Linked DNA regions of Mus musculus: region 1 is linked to region 2. A link is a contact called in public HiChIP or PLAC-seq data. All regions are on one chromosome and are shown on one strand. Each heading gives the region's core, a stretch centred on a gene start, on an enhancer-like site or on the middle of the called end of the contact. The rest is flanking DNA. Distances are from core to core; before and after follow the strand shown. Region 1 overlaps Senp7 (SUMO1/sentrin specific peptidase 7). Region 2 holds the start of Nxpe3 (neurexophilin and PC-esterase domain family, member 3).

The links. HiChIP or PLAC-seq counts read pairs in DNA pulled down with a chosen protein or histone mark.
Region 1: an H3K4me3 HiChIP or PLAC-seq map of embryonic stem cells shows a contact between it and region 2, with 5 times the contacts expected there. The contact joins the enhancer-like site here to the promoter of Nxpe3 in region 2. A contact is called at or near these places in 5 of 39 promoter capture datasets (3T3-L1-derived adipocytes, embryonic stem cells, fetal liver and 1 more), 2 of 15 datasets of contacts at CTCF or cohesin (large pre-B cells and pro-B cells), 14 of 484 Hi-C or Micro-C datasets (B cells, CD4 T cells, CD8 T cells and 4 more), 10 of 115 datasets of contacts at active chromatin or transcription factors (the 230-238 cell line, effector CD8 T cells, embryonic stem cells and 3 more) and 2 of 9 other capture datasets (liver and pancreatic islet).

Annotation. Positions count from the first base shown.
Region 1 is chr16:56,144,276-56,147,624 of GRCm38.p6, forward strand. The region is part of intron 7 of Senp7 (SUMO1/sentrin specific peptidase 7); the gene reads left to right. Among named protein-coding and RNA genes, the nearest start is that of Impg2, 58 kb to the right of the region's middle. Within about 2 kb of position 1,351, at least 11 of the 459 cell types and tissues checked have an H3K27ac peak or open chromatin away from gene starts, as enhancers often do. A contact at or near this core is called in embryonic stem cells, where this site is marked.
Region 2 is chr16:55,893,421-55,896,827 of GRCm38.p6, forward strand. Nxpe3 (neurexophilin and PC-esterase domain family, member 3) reads right to left here and starts at 1,859. Exons shown (of 6, transcript NM_001134457.1): 1 at 1,508-1,859.

The DNA of each region.
Region 1 (3,349 bases), core at 101-2,600, 250 kb after region 2:
CTTTATCATATCTGATCCATATAACTCTGGAATTTGTATAGACACTAATTGCCTTTTCTAAAAACATAAAGACAAAATCTTTTTCCCAAATCAGTATATCCTTGAGCCAGTAACAAGAAAAACCTTTATTTTGCTCTCTCTCCCAGAGAAGTACTATAAGCACAAAACTCAAAATCATACTCATTTTGAAAATTAAAACAATCCAAAACAAATGAAGTAAACTAAAATACTGTATGTGCCTATTCTTAAGCTTTTTCTATTTTGCTGTGCAGGATAATAACCCAAAATTCCCATGGAGCCCATATCAGAGAATATGAGTTATCTTGCAAATCTGTTATACCATCTTTAAAACAATTTATTCACAGTTCTATCTATACCTGCTTATAAGCAGGTAGCTTGTCTTTTTGTTGTTGTTGTTGTTTTTTGTTTTTGTTTTGATTTTTCGAGACAGGGTTTCTCTGTATAGCCCTGACTGTCCTGGAGCTCACTTTGTAGACCATGCTGGCCTCAAACTCAGAAATCCGCCTGCCTCTGCCTCCCGAGTGCTGGGATTAAAGGCGTGCGCCACCACACCCGGCTAGGTAGCTTGTCAAACCAGGATTTAAACCCAAAATTCCCTTGGAGCCCACATTAGACAGGATTTGAATGTCCAGTAAGACTTATTAGAGCAATATATCTTTATACCATCTTTAAAGCAATTAATTCAAACTTTTACTAATATCTGCCTTTAGGAAGCAGATAGTTTTTAAGCTGCCTGCCTAGAGCAGTCATCCTGTTATACCAATCCATCTGTTGAGCTCTCTGTCTGGAGCCAAAGACATTTAGTAGAGAGCGCATGTAATTAACACTGTGCTCGCTACTTGGAGTCAGTGACTAATTTGCCCTGTCCTAGTTCCAAACCGCGGGTGAAATTCCCCACATGATTTGGACAAAATCTGTATATAAATCTATCCTAAAAGCCAATAATACCAATATTATAAATTCACAGTTAAATCAATATCTGCCCCAAGATATAGGCGTTTCCATTCTCTGGCTCGCCGACTCAGAGCCGCCATCTTGCCCCTTCCCGCAGCTGGGGACCTCAGAGCCCTTTTTCTTTGTTTCAAGGTTCCCGCGCTTGAGTCCATGTGACTCATCCCAGCACTACCTTGCTCTCACTTAGAAAATAAAACTCTAACTCTCAGGCTAATAATCTTACATTTCTAGTGGATTCTTGCCCAACATGTTGGTTCGCCACCTCGTGCGCGAAATAATAAAAAAACGAATCCATACTATTGCCGGTAAGGCACCGATGGGCAATGGAGACTCTGCCTCAGAGCTCTGAAATCTCTCCACCCAGTTCTCTAAGTACCCACTGGCGGGTCATTACCATGCCATCCCGATGCTTCAGAACTCGTACATTCTTTTGGGGTGCACATCAGGCAAATCCATGCTTTGCGGCCATACCTTTCTCTCTAGAACCCAGGCGAGCAGCCGCATGAAGGAAAACACCACACAAACTTAGTTCAGAAACAAGGGCGACTCAGTCGCTGGGCGCTACAGCTAGAATCCTAATCTTATAAACCAGATCAAATCTAAATCGTCTGGTGGTGAATCCTGGCCATCTAAACTGGGAGACACTAGTGGCTGCGTTTTGTCTTCTCTCTGTCCCCCTCCAAAAGCCAGTATAGTATTATTTACATGCTCAGCTTTAAAGTTGATTGTTGAGGCTTGAAGACTGAATAAAATGTATTGACTTTAGTCAAAAATATTTGAAACTGGCTGAGTATCATTTTACATATTTAAGATTTTGTGAGTAATTTGGTGTGGTATGGGATTCTCTCTAGTTCCAGATATTTCTGTTTTCTGGAGCTCTTTCTCTTGTTTATATTTTGTTTCAACTTCGTCCACTCTATCTTAGAAACTCTAGTAGGCTAGAGTTTCTACCATTTTTTAACTTTATTTTAGGATTCTTTAAATTTTCTTTTGTGTTTTAGTATTTCATTGCTCTAAGGAGACTCCATGACCAAGGCAACTCTTATAAAGGGCATTTAATTAGGGCTGGGTTATTGTTTCAGAGGTTCATCCAGTATCATCATGGTGGGAAACATGGCAGTGCCCAGGCAGGCATGGTGCTAAAGGAGTTCTGCATCTTGATCCTCAGGAAGCCAGGAGGAAACCGGATTTGATTTCACACTGGGTATTTAAGACTTCAGTGCCCTGTTTCCAAAGTGACAAACTTACTCTAACAAGGCCACACCTCCTCCAATAAGACCACACCTCCAAATAGTGCCATTCCCTACGGACCAAGCATTCAAACAGATGAGTCTATGGAGTCATACGCGCTGGAACCACCAGATTCTGGATCAGTGCAATTAACACCATACTATAAGATGACCAAATTGCCAGAAGCAGTACACAGATTCAGTATAATCACCACTGAAATTCAGTAACCTTCACAGTATCAGAAAGTAACTCGAAAGTGTTAATATGGAAACACAAAAGATGGCTAAACCAATCTCAGTAGGCAGAACACTGCCAGGAGGTATCATAATTTCTGACTTCAGATTATACAACAGTCATATGATAAACACTGTGGTGCAACATGATGCTCCCACAAAACAGATGCGTAGACCAATGAAACATAATCAAAGACCCAGAAATAAACCCATGTAGCTGTAAAGAAAAATCATAAAATTTTCCAGAAAATGGTTGGCTATGGATATTATTTTAAATGAGGTATAAAAGTCTCTTGGGTTCTAATTGTGATTAAAACTTTCATTATAAAATACATTACTATATATCCTAAATAAAACAAATACAAAATAATAATAAAAAGATAGTTAAAGAAATAGATATATTTTTTCTGATACCAGTTTTTAAAGCTTTTCCACAAAGCCATTTTAAAGTAGACTACAAGTATAGTATTCCTTTTGTAGAGAAATGTCTGCCTTGTGGGTTTTCTCTTTTACTGTAAGAATATATTGGAAATGCTTAATATCTTTTATCCTCAGGAGTTTTGTCACTTTTTGAATTTCATTTGCTAGAAATATTTTCCACTTTAAATTGTGTATAATATATTAGTAGAACCTAGGTTTTATAGTGCCCAGCTCTATATAAAAAGTTTATTCCTGTTTTGGCTTGACTCCTGTATAAGTAGTAAATTATTTGAATGTAGGAGTCTATAAAATACAGTTTTTAGCTTTTCCTTTCCTTCATTAGTCCTTTTTATTTGTTTGTTTTTGAGACAGGGTCTCACAGTGTTGACCAGGCTGGCCTCGAGCTCACAGCAGTCAGTCTGCCCCTGCCTCCTGAGTGCTAAGATTACAGCTGTGCCCACTTACACCTGGCTCTTCTAAGTCTTTTACTA
Region 2 (3,407 bases), core at 609-3,108:
CCCTGGAAAGCCTGATCAGATTTACTCTCTTTATTGTTTAGAGGTGGATCCGAAAGAACTCCATTTTTACAACGCCAGTTTCTGCTGCCTCTGAACTGTTCCGTCCCAGGCTCCAGCCGAAAGGTTCAGCTCTACACAGACACTGATAGTGGTTCCAGTCTGATAAAGTATGTGTCAGTGCTGATAAAGGCTTCTTTAAAGTACCTACTGCTCCAGTAGCCTTTGGCTGGAAATCAAACACACACTATTATAGACCTTAGTGAGAGACGAGGGTATACATTTAGAAACAGGTAAGAGACATTGTTAAGTGTAACCTGAGGGTAGTTGCTACCTTGTAAAGGTAGGCTCTTCGGTTATTAGAAGTGATAATTCTGTAAAAAGGGGCCAGTGAGGTGACTCAGCAGATAAAAGTGCCCTGACCAGCCCAGCAGTCTGATCCCCCAGGAGCCACAAGGTAGAACCACATTCCAGCGTTTGGCCTTGGCCTTTGCTCTCTGCAAATGAATTTTCTTTACACCTTAGGAGGCCAACACCTTTGCTGGTTCTGCTTTTCCTATGTCTACACCTTAGGCTTGGATCCTTTGGCATCGCTTACTTTGAAACCCTTGATATCCCTTAGATAGCTACAGTAGACTGCCAAGTAGAAGAACCACTAAATAGAGTGGCCAGGGGGCATTGCTTACTTCAGTTGGCAAGGGCTAGTGGTACTAAAATGAATTTTGAACTGTGCCTTGCCATGGTCTCTCAGGACAACTGGATTCTGGAGCACTAGGAACAACCATTCCCTCTTCAGTGACCTTCCTTCAGCTCCTTTCTCAGTAGCCGATTACACACTTGGTCAACCCAGAAGAAATTATGAAAACAACAGACATGGAAAGAAGATAGTAAGCCCAGTCAAAAGGGGACAGAGCCCCCCACACTGCTGGGTTAAAGTATGGTGTGCCCTCCCCCTGAGAGGAATCAGACAGTCATGAGGGTCCTGGCAACCTGCCAGCTTCAAAGACACCCTAATATTCCAAATGACACATAATGCCTACAGGAAGAGAACACAATCACCAGGCAGTGTGATTCTTCATCCATTGGGAACACGGCAATAATCTATTGTTGATGAAAAGCAAGGGGGAAATTACACTTTCATATACATTTTTGCAAAATCCTGCCTCACAACCTCTCTGAGCACCACTGCCCTTCTGAACTTGAGTCAAGCAGAGACAGAACACAAGCCAAGATCTCAACATCCCACAGAGGACTGTCACACACATGTTCCTCCCTGCATGACTTCTCTGATGCCTCCAAAACTGCAGCTCAGTAAGGCCTGGGTAGTCCAAAGTATGAGGAGACAACAAGATAAGAAGCAGCTGGCGCCACAGCAGCGATGAGACTGGCGATAGGGACCAAGTGCAGTGTCGCCAAGCTCTCTGCACTGGGAGTGGAAAAAAGAAGAGAAGTAAGGGGTGGGGGTTGGGGGGAGGAGAGGGGCCTGACTGCGCTCTCGGGTACAGGTCACCTGAGGTGCCTGCTACCAGGCGCTGCGGCGCTGCAGCAAGTGGAGAAACTGAGGATGGAGATGTTCAGGCTCGCCCTGCATCCTCTCTGCAGCGGCTCGGATCATCCGGACCTTGGCAGTCGCAGCCCAGGGCTGAAGCTCTGCCTGCGTCTTCGACCGGGGCCTCGGCTCCCGGGCTCTGGAACGCAGTTGGGACTCCCGGGGCCGCAGCTCCCTACACCCGGCCGGGGACGTTAGGGACCCGAGGTCCGCGCGCGGAACACAGGGCTCTGCAGCTGCGGGGCGCACGAGGCACGCCGCACCGGGCGCTCTCGGGACAGGCTCCGCCCCGCCGCGCGCATAGTCGCAGCTCGCACTCACCGGGTCTCCGGTCTCGCTCGCCGCTCGCCCTCCCACGGGATGTGGACGCTCCGATCGGGGGCCTCCGCGCCAGGCTGTTCTCTCCCGGCTTCCTGACCGCGCTACGGAGCCTCACCCCCGACCCCCGGCTACGATTGGTCCGACTATGGGCGGGGCGGGGCGGAGCGGGGATGTTGACTGACAGCCGCGCAAGCTGAGTGATGTGCCCAGTGGCGAAACAAGGAGTTGGCACTGCCTGTGCTACCCGACCGCCCCAGGGAGCTTGGGTTAGGATGACTGTGTACCTCCGGAGATACACTCTAGCCCGAGGGCTGGACCCTTTTGGAGACACAAATACAGATGACCTTCGGACATCAGCGTTTCCCCGGAGCGTCCCCTCAACCGATTCTCTTCCTGAGAACTAACCACAATGCTGGCCTAGCAGTGGCGGAGCTGCTGGTACCAGAGAAACACTGCTTGCCAAACGTGAGCATAGAGATCTTGAAGCTTCTCTCTTTGAAGTTAGTTCTTGGCAAAAGCGCCAGGATATTCCACCCAAACCACCCTCAATGCTGGATTACCCTAGTTTGGACGTTTTATGTCAAAAGCAGCTTGGTGAATCTGAGATACTGAGAGGAGTTTCTAGAGGACAGAAAGGCCTGTGTGGGACAAAAGACGTTCCTGGCTTAGAGCACAGTGGGGTTGGACTTACTTTTAACCAGAGCAAAATGCTGGGGGATGGGGTGGAGTCTGGGGCTGGAGAGATGGCTCAGCAGTTAAGAGCACTGGCTGCGTGCTCTTCCAGAGGTCCTGAGTTCAATTCCCAGTAACCACATGGTGGCTCACAACCATCTGTAATGAGATCTGACGCCCTCTTCTGGTGTGTCTGAAGACAGCTACAGTGTACTCATATACATTAAATAAATACATCTTTTTAAAAAATGTTAAAAAAAAAAGTCTGCCCTCAGACTTAGTCCCAAGTTGAAGTAGAATCGATATGAATTCCAACTGTCATTAATTATCATTATATTTATTGACAATGGAGCTATAAGAGCCTGAGGTCAGGAAGAACAGAAGCAAAACAACTGTCTTCGGGGCATAATAAGACCACTGGGTTCATGAACGCAGAGCACCTGTGCTTGCCTCTACAAGACTTGAACAAAACCAACCCACCAACATTCTCACATGGCAGGACAAAGGGTTCATGTGTACACACACATTAACTGAAGACCCAATGATGGCATCTGGGAACAGGAGATACTGTTTTCCTAAGGGTATGGACCCTGATAGGTCAACCACTCTCCGGGGAATGGCTTCCCACCTGTTAAGTGTTTGTGTAGCACAAACTGGACTAAGTTGTTTGTTTGTTTGTTTGCTTGTTTGTTTGTTTAAATTAAGAGAACACAGTGAAGGGAGTTGGAGATGGATCACGGGGGAATAGAGAGAGAGAAAATAATCAAAATACATTGCATAAAGTTCTAAAAGGATCAATAAATTTATATTAAAAACTTACAGATTCTGCCAGGTAGTGGTAGCTCACATCTTATTTCCTAGCACTCAG